2 separate regions of the Hordeum vulgare genome follow, and region 1 is linked to region 2. Evidence: chromatin contacts called from public Hi-C data. All regions are on one chromosome and are shown on one strand. The core of a region is the stretch at or near the end of the contact, and the rest is flanking DNA. Distances in the headings are between cores, read along the strand shown.

Region 1 (6,148 bases), core at 1,206-3,705, 300 kb after region 2:
TTATTACCATATATATTGCTCATGATTTTTTTTCATTTTATTTACTCCCTCCATCACAATTTATAAGGCGTGCACGTGTATCTAGGTCATCAATTTGATTTATATAAAATATATTGTTTAACACAAAAATTATATCATTAAAAAATAGAACATCTAAAGTTTCTAATGATATATTTTTTGTAATATATGTCTTTTATTAAGTTGATCAAATTGACGACCTAGATACACGTGCAAGCCTTATAAACTGAAACGGAGGGAATATTTGCAAACATGGAAGTTTAATTAAGTGTGGAGGAGGTTTAGGCCTTATTATGGTACATGTTGCTTTTGACCAGAATTCTCAAGCACATGCTCTTTCATTTTTCTGTCTTTCTTCCACGAAAACCATCACCTGTTGCAACCTTGCAAGATGAGCTCTCACGAGAACGACGAGATGGTTGTACAATCGATCGAAGTAAGCCCCTTTTCCATTTTCACATCGAATGACATCTGAATACATTTACTTCTCTTTTTCAAGATCCGAGTTATAGTCACACTATTCGCGTGTAAAATACTCTTGCATAGGCTGCACGTGATTCAGAGTACTGTTAGCCGCAGTAAAAAATCTTGTACTAGATATAGTCACCGCTCTACAGATTCAGAACACAACCTCATCCATCAGTCTAACACACGTCCGCCTCCAGCCCTTCGCCTCGTTCCCCACCATGAGCATGCCTCGCCATCGACCCACGCGTGAACTCGCGACCTCTACGAACTCCAAGACCATCTACGACCTACACTATACTACAAATTCTTATGATCTTCGACAAATAATTTGTTTTTCCAATTATACATCTGTCATGAATTGTCTCTTATGTTGGTGCTAGACTTTTGGTTATTAGAGAATAAGTCGAACTACTTTGAATAAGCTACATTATCATAGTCTTGATTGGAATAATATTTGTAGTGCTTTCTTATGTCTTGATTTGCCTTATCTAGTTGGATCATCCTGGAAGATTTATATTTTTTACTGTCTCATTTAACTTGAAACTAATTCGAGATTGACTCGAGATCGTTACAAGCTGAACACGAGTGAAGTTTTATGGCTCGACAATTAGCTTCACTTAGTTTGAGCTCGCTTGAATTTCAATATGAGTTGAGCTAAGCCAAGTACAACTCGCTCGAACTTGACTTATTTGCAGCCCTAGCTGCGAGGCAACCGAAATAGCGCTCGCTGATGGTAACTAGTTAGCGAGCACTTCTTCGGGAGCCTTCGAGCGATCACTCTCATGCGTCGCCATTTAGCGCGTTCTCAGCCGCCACCACGTGTCGCGCTCTCAACGTTCCCGTCGTAATTTTTTTCGCACGTGTTTTTGGCTCTTTAGAGTGATTTTTTTCTGGATTTTTTTGGTGTTTCGATTTTTTTATCATCTCGCAAAAAAAAGAAACTTTTGGACAATATTTTTTTCGCAAAAAACGCGTTTTCTATTTTTTTTACGAAAAAACACAGTTTCTGTTTTTTTGCGAGAGACACGGTTTTGCTTTGCGAGAGGCACGATTTTGCCTTCGCGAGAGACACGGCCGTGCCTCTCGAAAAGAGAAAAAACGTGTTTTTTGTTTTTTTTTGCGAGAGGCACGGTTTTGCTTGTGCGAAAGGCACGGATTTACATTCACGATAGGCACGCCCGTGCCTCTCGGAAAGGGGAAGAAAACGCGTTTTTCTGTTTTTTTTGCGAGAGACATGGTTTTGCTTCCGTGAAAGGTACGGTTTTGCCTTCGCGAGAGGCACGTCCGTGCCTCTTCCGAAAGGGAAAAAATGTGTTTTCTAATTTTTTTTGCAAGAGACACGGTTTTGCTTCCACGAAAGTTACAATTTTTCCTTCGCGAGAGGCACGTCATGGCTCTCCTGAAAGGAAAAAAACGTGTTTGCAGCTCTCTCTTTTTTTGCGAGAGACGCGGTTTTGCTTCCGCGGGAGGCATGGTTTTGCCTTCGTGAGAGCCACGACTCGTTTTCTGATTTTTTTTCTATCGCGTGAGGCACGATTTTTTCGTCCGGTTTTTTCTTCTGGTTTTTTCGTGAAAAAAAAGTTCGCCAAAACCTATTAAAATGGGATCTAGTTTTGAAGATCTCGACGCGAGAAAATCAACGGTGGAAATCAACGTGGAAACAGTTCAAAATTTGGACGCATGATTTAGGAGATAAAATATTTTAAAAATACGGATCTACGAAAAAAGGAAAATTTTCAGGTTGCGATAAATGATACGCATGCAGTCCGCTATTTATCGTAACCTGTGAAAATGGAAGTAATCGTTAAAAGGTGCAATCGCTAACTAGTGATTTCGGCGCTCGATAGCCGGTGGCTCCCGTTCACAACTTAAGTAAGAGCGAGAAGATTTGGGCTTTTGAGCAGCCGGCCCAACAAGGAAACGTGCGAGAGGTTCCGGTCTAGAGAGGACGCAGTGCTCTGTTCCTGCACGGGACAGCGCGGTCGCCGCCAGCGTCGCCTTTTCTTCTTCCCTGTGGCACTGTCCGCTCCGGAACCTTGTCCCCAGAATTGAGGGGTAGCAAGGAGAGGGTCAGAGGCGGAGCAGCCGCAGCGGCAGAGACGCGGCGACACGAGGCAAGAAGAGATGGACTACCGCAACAAGCTCGTGCTCGCGCCCATGGTCCGCGCGGTAACTACTCCAAACCCTCCCACCCCGATTCGCAGCAGCGTCCCGCATGAGCTGGAGGCGTAGGAACCGAGTTTTAGTCCCCGGAGCACGGGGACCTAGATTCAAGCCTCCCTGAATCTAGAGCGGGAAGCTTTAGTGCCGCACGGGGTGATTGAGTAGCTCGATGGGCGATTGCCCGTGTTGCTAGCCGTGCTAGTCAGAACGAACCCCGAGAGATCTCTAGTTGGAAATCAGGGTTTCTTGGATGCAGCTCTAGGGACTGGAATAAGTAGCACGATATCTCCATTGATGAACTGATTAGTTCTTTGTATGGTTCTCAGTTGCCCGATGCTGGATTCCTGATTAAGAGGGTGCTTGGATACGTTTTAGTCCCATGACTAAAAGTAGTGAGACTAAAACTTGCTAGCCTCACCCATGCTTGGATCCAAGTACTAAAGAGACTAAAATCAAGTTAATGAGCATTTATTATCCTCCAAACTGTCCAATCCAGAACTTGCATGAGGAGTTAAATGAGGAGAGAGAGGACTAATGCACATTTTAGTAGGGGTACCCCTGACTAAAAGATTTTAGCCTCAAGACTAGTTTTAGCCTCTCTTTAGTCAGGGGCGCTTGGAACTTTAGCCTCTTAAAGAGACTAGTTTTAGTCAGACTAGTTTTAGTCTCTTGGATCCAAGCACCCTCTAAACACTAGTTATCCTCCACAAATCACAGTTATTTCTAGACAATATCCTCCTTGTCACACATTTCTTCAACGTCTTTACATAGTTATATGTGGAACCTTCCTTATTCTGTCAATGATTTTTGCAGGGTACTCTGCCGTTTAGGCTACTGGCTGCTGAATATGGCGCCGATATTACGTATGGAGAAGAAATAATAGATCATAAGTTTGTGCACTGTCAACGTGTTACAAATGGTATTGTAGTCCAACTGATGTTTCACGGTTTATTATCATCTCACAAGTCACAACTATGACTACCACATCAATGATTATGTTCTGCTCATAAACTACCGTTTTCGCATCTTATAGTATTGTAGATAGCTTTACTCCAATAATGTTGCATTTTAAGTCAGTAACTGATTCTTGGATGTGTTTTTGTTTTGTTTGGAGATAGATAACAAATTTAATTGAAGGACAACTTAATGTACAAGTGTATGATTTAAGGACAACTTAATGCCACTGGATTTTGTTTCTTTGTTCTACATGCTGTCCAGATTTGTGTGGTATCCACTCATTCTAATCATTATGTTCATCATTGGTCAGAATCTCTTGGGACAACTGATTTTTTGGAAAGAGGGACTGATAGTGTTGTTTTCCGAACATGCCCGCAAGAAAGGGATAGGGTTGTCTTCCAAATGGGCACATCAGATGCTGTGAGAGCACTTAAAGCTGCTGAGATTGTGTAAGCCTTACTTCTGAGTTTGCTCTTAATAGCGAATAACTTAAAGTTCACCGTGTTATTGGGGAAAGGCTGCTAACTAAATTGTTTGGTCTGATGATTTGATCAACACATTGAATTGGCCTTTTAAACATATGCTGATTTGCATCTTCTATTTAATCATAGTTTTTCATCCTCACCAGGTGCAATGATGTTGCTGCTATAGATATCAACATGGGTTGTCCAAAGGCTTTTTCTGTCAGTGGAGGAATGGGTTCTGCATTACTATCCAAACCTGAGCTTATACATGATGTACATTCCTACATGGTCTTTTGTTCTCTTACTTTCATATCCTTGGACTTTACTATCCTTAATCAGGCTATGCTAACTATTCCATGTAGATTTTGACTACATTGCGGAGGAACTTGAACACACCAGTGACATGTAAAATCCGTCTTTTGAACACACGCCAGGACACTGTGGAGCTGGCACGCCGGATTGAGAAGTGTGGTGTTCCAGCTCTGGCTGTCCATGGAAGGTAAGCACAAATGCAATTGTACTTCTGAGTCTTATCTTGCTTGAAAATGCACAATTTACCATTCGTGCTTCTTAAGGGCATCAACCAAATTTAACACCCAAGATTGTAAATCCTGGTGAAAATTCTATTCATATGCAGACCATTCGGTTTATTAGAATTGTATAGTACCCAAATTGATGCGACTTATCCATGGAAAGTTCAGGGAGTGACTCCACATTTTTGCTCACTATTTTTTTTCCAACATCCGAGTTTTACATTAACTAACTTGTGGATTTACTTTGTAATCCATTGGGTTTGATTTTTACAGTAATCAACATGAAATATGATGTGCTGCATCCATGCATATTTTTCATGGGCCCTAGGATCATCTCCGAGTAATTGTTTTCCTCATGTCAGCCGTTTTTTGAAACTGCAGAAAGGTCAAAGACAGGCCAAGGGATCCGGCTAAGTGGGATGAGATTGCTGATGTTGTGTCCGCACTGTCAATTCCAGTTATAGCTAATGGGGATGTATTTGAGTACGAAGATTTTAAGAGAATCAAAGATGCTACAGGTTTGTATGTTTGATTCATAATATTGTGCTCTTTTATTAGTTTTTTTAGTAGAGTACAGTAAAGAGAAATAAAGAAATATTCCATCTGTTTGGAAATAAGTGGTGTGGTTTTAGTTCAAGCATGCCACTTATTTCCGAACGGAGGGAGTACATAAATGGATGTCAGCTAAAATCTCACTGCTTTGGGTTTCTTTGCTTGCCATTTATCAGCATTGCGCTTACTTTACACTGAGCCAAAAGAAAGATCTCCATGTACTGTGATTGTGATAATCATTTCCTAAGTGCCAAATGGCAATAAACATCTTAGTTCGCTGGAAAATGAAAATATATCAGTCACAAACAAGCATGTATAATCTGAGTTTCTTGAAACCCCATAAATGTGTTATAAAAGTTAACAAATGTGAGGGATTGACACCTTGCTTCCAGTGTTACTTGGTGAGTCAGAGTGCACCGACATATTGTTGTTTCTTCTCTTTCATGTTGTTTTTAACAATGAGTTTGTGTCTTGATTAAATCGACTTCTAGGTGCCACATCTGTAATGGCTGCTAGAGGTGCCTTGTGGAATGCCTCCATTTTCTCTCCTAATGGCAAAGTACCTTGGGAGGATTTCAAAAGAGAGTATGTGAGAAAGGTATTTAAAAATGTTGCTCCCTGCATTTGTTCTGTGCAAACATCAAAGTTAAAATCGTCCTGTTTTACTTACTGGTTCTATATGTCTTTACCCTTTATTTCTTTTGAGCAGACTATTTTGTGGGACAATTGTATTAAGAGCACAAAGACGACACTAAGAGAAATAATAATGCACTATATTTGCCTTGAACTCCCTGAAGGGAAAGGTGTGATAAAGTGTGGTTCGTCAGCAGATGTAGCGTAAGTGAAGCCAAATTCCTATCTGTTTTCTTTTGCATATCATGAGCTCATGTAGCACTATATTTGGAGATGCATTGCTCTTCTATAATACCCGTGGATAATACTGCCTGAATTTATGGTTTTGGTCTTACTGGAATGGGCCCATTCACATATAGC
Region 2 (6,031 bases), core at 2,338-4,837:
TACCATGTAAATATGTTTGGAAGAAGAGTTTTACTAAGCCAGTACATTTAGAGGTAGCCACCAAGCCCTTTGGCTCCAGCTGCAACTAAATATACCTGTTGTGGTGTTGCCTGAAGGCTCTAACAACAATTGAGCCTGCTAATACTACCGGTTGTATGGTTACTAGGTACGAAATTGCTAAAAAAATCTTCAATCTCCACTATTGATGATGGCTACTATTATAATGACAGGTTATATCTATTCTCACACTAGCGGGGTCCATTTCACATGACAAGAATTTGGTTCTTGAGGAAGCATTCAACCAAAATATGCTTGGCGCATTCCTTGTGGTAAGACCACATCTCGTTATTCTTATTGCTGATGCCAAAATGGGAACGTACGACTAATAGGACCAGATCGTCAAATTTTAGCAGATATGTACATCTTTAAGCAGTCAGTGTAAAGAAACTGACATTTACATCTCTTGCAGGCAAATATCCTAACTGGTCTAGTAAATCTCTCAGTTGACACACTTTCAGCCTCTCCCCTCACCGCCTTGATGATTTTGTCAGTATACACCTTTACTTTATGCATGGTTGCTGGTCTTGCTCAGTTTTCTGGTGTTAGGATAAAATTTTGGTGAATACGGATTTTATCTAGTACAGTACTTTGTATGTACGGAGTATTTAATATTGATTTTGAGGAAGACACGTTTGTGTGTTGAAACCGGGCCCTAGGGGGTGAGGTGTTTTATGCACCAGGATGAACAGTAACGCAAAAAATAATAGTAAATGTTTTCGAAAAATTCTGAATTTTTTTGGATGATTGTATTAGTGTCGCAAGCATGCTTGACAATTTTCGTGCGATAAGGACCAGTGCTGTTTCGTCGGCCCAATTTTGTTTTTTGGGGTAACTTTTGGTGTTCAATTTTTTTTTTTTTTTTGCACAAGCCAAAGTGTTTCACCTTTTTGCCTCAAAATTTGCAGGTAACATTTGAATGTAACTAAGTACCCAGATAAATTTTGTCTTGATTTTTTTTCCATTTCAAACCTTTTTTTTTTGGCCCCGGGAGCCGAAATGCATTTCCGGGCCCTAGGGCTCATATCAATTACCAAAGCCCTACCCATTGCAGGTGGTATATGAATAGAGGTTAGTGTTGTTTATTCAAACAGTACTTGTGAGATCCAATATAATAAAGAGAATAATCCTTGAATGTTAAACATTGGTCCTTATTGAGCGAATCCATCACTAAACTTGCTATTATTGTTCGCTCGTGGTTCAAATGGCCCTTAGTCAAGATAAACCGCAAATTGGTTGCTGATCAGGACCAGGTGGGGCCCTTTCGACGGCCTAGATATTGGCACTGGCTTTTTACGAACTCCCTGGATATCTCTTCGTTCGGTTCAGAAACCCTATCTCTCCAGCGTTGTAATGTGCTGGCTGTTTCGACTCGTTTCCCTTCTCAGACTCCATCTGAAAGTTGAAACAGAGGAAGATCATAGGAATTTTGGAGAATCAAATTCCTACAGATTTTTTTGGAGGAAAAGACTTCATGATTTCTCTCATGTGTCTAGGGTTCCTGCGTTTTTCTGATATGGTGTCCAAATAGCAAGTTCGGTGTATTCTTGTGTTTTGGTTTCCTGTAAGAATTTATGTTACATGAAAAAAAAATCCTGCATTTTCGATTGCTACGTTCCAAATGGTGTGTTTATGTGGTGTCAGTCCGTGTGAGAACCGCGACGTTCCAAATGGTCTGTTTATGTGGTCAGTCCTGGTGAGAACCGCAACGGGAGAGGCGAAAAAGGGAGGGGTCAGCCCTCGACGACAGTGATGTCAGCACGAGAAGGAAAACCCTAACAAAAGGAAAAAAAAAAGATGCTCCACTTTTTGGAATAACTGTTTAACATGAAATATCCCTCTTTATTCAAGAAGCACTAGTATACAGGATACAAAGGCCCGAAGGTGGATTCATTCGCCACACGCACGGGGTCTGAAAATCTTGCTGAATAGCCTTGATCACTCCTTCACAGTCACAAGCAACCGTTAGTGTTTCTCGGCATGCCATCGCTTCAAGGATTTTTTGGGTGTGTAAGGCCAAAAAGGGTGGTACTTGAAGCGGACAAAAAAATGCCTTCTCTATTTTTGGCGACCACCCCCACCAGCCTTTGTTGTCGTTCTTCCCGGCTGTTGCATAGATATTTAAATTTTTAAAACTATTAAAAAAAACCTCCCACGTGAGATGCAACTTTGGCGACACGATGACTAACATGCGATCCAACACCGCCGCCATCTCTGGGTGGCGGCAGCGAGGGGAGTGGAGGAGGGAGGGAGGGAGGTGGTGATGTCGTATTGGCTTGAAATGGTAATTGCAGTTTGTGGGGCATGTCAAGTGGCAACGATGACACATGATGTGTGGAGTAAAGGTTAAGTGTTTCTTTAAGACTTGTGGTGGATGAAGTCAGAGATGTGGACGGACTATGTTGTGTCAATTTTGTCTCGCGATGGGTGGCAGTGTTTAGGATGTGTTGGTTCAGGCTGGCTCAGTTTGATGAGACAATGTTTTTTTTTACATGTCGGTGATGCTAAGATGTGGAGTTAGAGTCGACGAGTCGAGGGTGCTTCAGTTGATGGCAATGGCGATGACGCTGATGAGCAACATTGAGGGTTGGTGCATGCACTTGCACTTGTTTTTTTTTGTTTGGCTTGTTCAGGTATGTGCTGAGTCTGACTTGTTGTGGCCAAGACACCATCAAAATTAACAGTGATGGCAGTGTGGCGCTTCAGCATAGCAGAAGTGACGATGGAGAGGTAACTCGCTCTAAGCAGGGCTTAATTGCTGCCTGGTGCAAACCCTTTGGTGGGGTGACTAATCCCCTTGTTGCAGAGACCTTGGCATTGTGGGAAGGTGCTCTTTTTTCTCGGTTGAGAGGCTTTTCGAAGGTGATTTTAGAGACATATAGCTTGGAACTGGTTCAGCTATGGCATTTGCGTCACAATTCTCGCTCAGTTGTGGCGTCTATCTTGAATGAAATAGGGGAGCACGTAGCTTTCTTTTCTTCTTTTGGTATTCAGCTTTGTAATAGAGCGGCCAACACGTCTGTCCACTTGTGTGCAAAGCAAGCTAGCACTAGAGAGGTGACAGAGTGCTGGATGCAGTCGCAACCTAGCTTTCCTGTAACTTGCCTCCATGCAGATTTTGCCGGGGCTTTTGCTAAATAAATTCCCATATTTCCTGCTAAAAAAAACATGCCGTCCGAGGTAATGTAGTCAGTGCCTAAGAATGAGCTCAATTAACTTCCATCTCGAAAAGTAGGCCTTGCATGGGTCTCGTGCGAGCCTTACTAAGCTTCGCCCACCGTCACGCTGAACTAATAAATCGAAAAAAGAGCCCACGCAAATATGGAGGAGGGTCCGAAAAGTGGAGGCCCCGTCGAAATCGTAACCAACCACCAAGAGCCCAACGTCCGGAAAAAAATCCCAACGAGAAGCCCCGGAAAACCCACGCGGAAACCCCACACGTCGCCCTCTTTCCAGCCTGTCCTCCCTCCCTCCCCTCCGCCGTCTCCGCCTCTTAACTCTGCATCTCCCCCCGCCCCCCACCCGTGCCGACGGTGCCGTGCCCATCCAAATTCCATTCTCCTCTCCGTTCTTTACCTCCCCCCCTCTCTCGGATGGGAGGGGAATAATAAAGGCGCAACCCCATCCACCCCACGCCCCCGCAATGCGCCTCCTCGCCGCGCTCCTGCTCTTCGCCGCGGCGGCGGCGGCGGCCGCGGCCGAACTGCCCGAGTTCAGGGAGGCGCCGGCGTTCCGCAACGGCGCGGGGTGCGCGGGGGCGCCCACGATCCACATCGCCATGACCCTCGACGGCACCTACCTGCGCGGCTCCCTCGCGGGCGTCCTCTCCGTGCTCCGCCACGCCGCCTGCCCGGAGTCCATCGCCTTCCACTTCGTCGCCTCCTCGGCCTCCCCGGCCCGCCGCCTCGCCAGGCTCCGCGCCGCGCTCGCCGCCGCCTTCCCCACGCTCCCCGCCACCGTGCACCGCTTCGACGCCCGCCTCGTCCGCGGCAGGATCTCCTCCTCCGTCCGCCGCGCCCTCGACCAGCCCCTCAACTACGCCCGCATCTACCTCGCCGACATCCTCCCCCGCTCCGTCCCCCGCGTCCTCTACCTCGACTCGGACCTCCTCGTCGTCGACGACGTCGCGCGCCTCTGGGCCACCGACCTCGGCCCCGACGCCGCCCTCGCCGCGCCCGAGTACTGCAACGCCAACTTCACCCTCTACTTCACCGACGCCTTCTGGCGCCACCCCGGCTACCCCACCGTCTTCGCCAACCGCACGCGCGCGCCCTGCTACTTCAACACCGGGGTCATGGTCATCGACCTCGACAGGTGGCGCGCCGGCGGGTACACGGCCAAGCTCGAGTACTGGATGGACGTGCAGAAGCAGGAGGCCAGGATATACGAGCTCGGGTCTCTCCCGCCCTTCCTCCTGGTGTTCGCCGGCGACGTGAAGGCCGTGCAGCACAGGTGGAACCAGCACGGCCTCGGCGGGGACAACGTGGCAGGCCAGTGCCGGGAGTTGCACCCGGGGCCGGTGAGCCTGCTGCACTGGAGCGGCAAGGGGAAGCCGTGGCTGCGGCTCGACGCTGGCCGCCCGTGCCCGCTGGACGCGCTCTGGGCGCCCTACGACCTTCTCCGCCGCGGCGGCGCCCGTGACGACCTGCTCGCCGCCGTGGCCTGACAATGAGCGGCACACGTCGCTGGAGTGACAAGTCAGTCGTCCGAGTCCGGATCACGGCCCATGACCCGGCTCGGTTGCGGCGTCGCCGTCGTCGGGGTCGGTGTCGGTGACTCGGTGTAGGGGCAGTGACGGACGGACACGCCGTACATGGTGGCCTCACAGGATGGGATGGGCCCGGCGCGGGCCCAGGTGGACAATTTTATGGCTATGGTTGGAGTGGCCCTTTCGGTACTGACATCTAGGCCCGCGTGCTGCTGACGGACGTGTCGAGGTTTTTGCTGTGACGGGCGCTGAGATCTCGCCAGATGCAGCGGCGGGTCGTGTACAGCTGTTGTTTTTTTTTTTTTTTTTGCCTGTTGGGGGAATATCTTATTTGATTCCATTCGTTTTCTGTTAAGATCGAAATCTGTAACAGATGTACCTTATCTATAGTAACACTATAACACTGCCAAAAATAATCGAGGGGATATTTTTGTTTGCATGCTTTCAGTCTTTTATGTACATGCGGTGACCGGTGAGGGAAAGAAACTTAGATTGTGTCAAATGCATTTCTTAATTCGTTGAGAGGAGCTAACTGGATGTCGTTTAGTGGCGCAAATATTCAAATCTGTGGCTCCAGATTTCAGGAATCTGATCCGGCGTCTCCACTTTTTTGGTTTAAAGCTTTGATGATGGACCCTGAAATATTAGATTAGTGTGTGGTTTGTTGCCATGTGAATGGTCGGTTTGCCAAGTGCTCGAGTGGATCCTTTTTGGCAAAGGCAGGGGAGGAAATCATCTGCTTCTCTCGTCTCGTGCCAGAGGGGCCCAAGGGTTGTTCGGTTGCTTTCGGCCTTTTTCTCCCGTGTGTTCACTCCATTGCAGCAGCTAGAGTGTTGTGAATCATGTTGTCGTCAAATGTTCGCTTTGTGCAGGCGGCTTACTACAAATCAGAGGATGACAGACATGTGTTGGCATCGTGAGCTTTGGTTAGTGTTTGACTGTTGGTATATCAAGTTTACTATAGGCTAACGTCTATTTTGCCGTGCCGTTTTACATACGTGGGATCAACTCCTTTTCTCTAGCAGGTTATTGTTGTCGATTGTTTCGTTCTGGTTTTTTCTGCATTGGCATGGATTTTAGTTATCGTATATGACGGTGTTTTCTTATACATATATCGGGTTGCGCTGTTATTGAAGACGGAGCATATTGGATTTGTTGGATGCATGGCTATGGAGTTTTTTTTTCTTTGCGAAAAAAACTTCCGACCTATTAATCTTCAATCATGGTAGTACAATGAATACTAGAAATAATAAAAATTACATTCAG

The links. Hi-C and Micro-C count contacts between places; a contact is called where the count stands out from the background.
Region 1: a contact with region 2 is called in a Hi-C map of leaf, with 5 times the contacts expected there. The contact joins the promoter of LOC123427334 here to the promoter of LOC123427330 in region 2. A contact is called at or near these places in 4 of 6 Hi-C or Micro-C datasets (leaf and seedling) and 1 of 1 datasets of contacts at active chromatin or transcription factors (embryo).

What each region holds. Positions count from the first base shown.
Region 1 is chr2H:567,593,431-567,599,578 of MorexV3_pseudomolecules_assembly, forward strand. LOC123427334 (tRNA-dihydrouridine(20) synthase [NAD(P)+]-like) reads left to right here and starts at 2,456. Exons shown (of 11, transcript XR_006622388.1): 1 at 2,456-2,655; 2 at 3,463-3,568; 3 at 3,917-4,055; 4 at 4,235-4,343; 5 at 4,433-4,569; 6 at 4,985-5,121; 7 at 5,647-5,753; 8 at 5,865-5,992.
Region 2 is chr2H:567,296,744-567,302,774 of MorexV3_pseudomolecules_assembly, forward strand. It overlaps LOC123427330 (probable galacturonosyltransferase-like 3), which reads left to right and starts at 3,588. Exons shown (of 1, transcript XM_045111345.1): 1 at 3,588-5,204. The coding sequence starts at 3,701. The coding sequence ends at 4,723. LOC123427328 reads left to right here. Exons shown (of 17, transcript XM_045111343.1): 16 at 231-329; 17 at 470-771. The coding sequence ends at 622.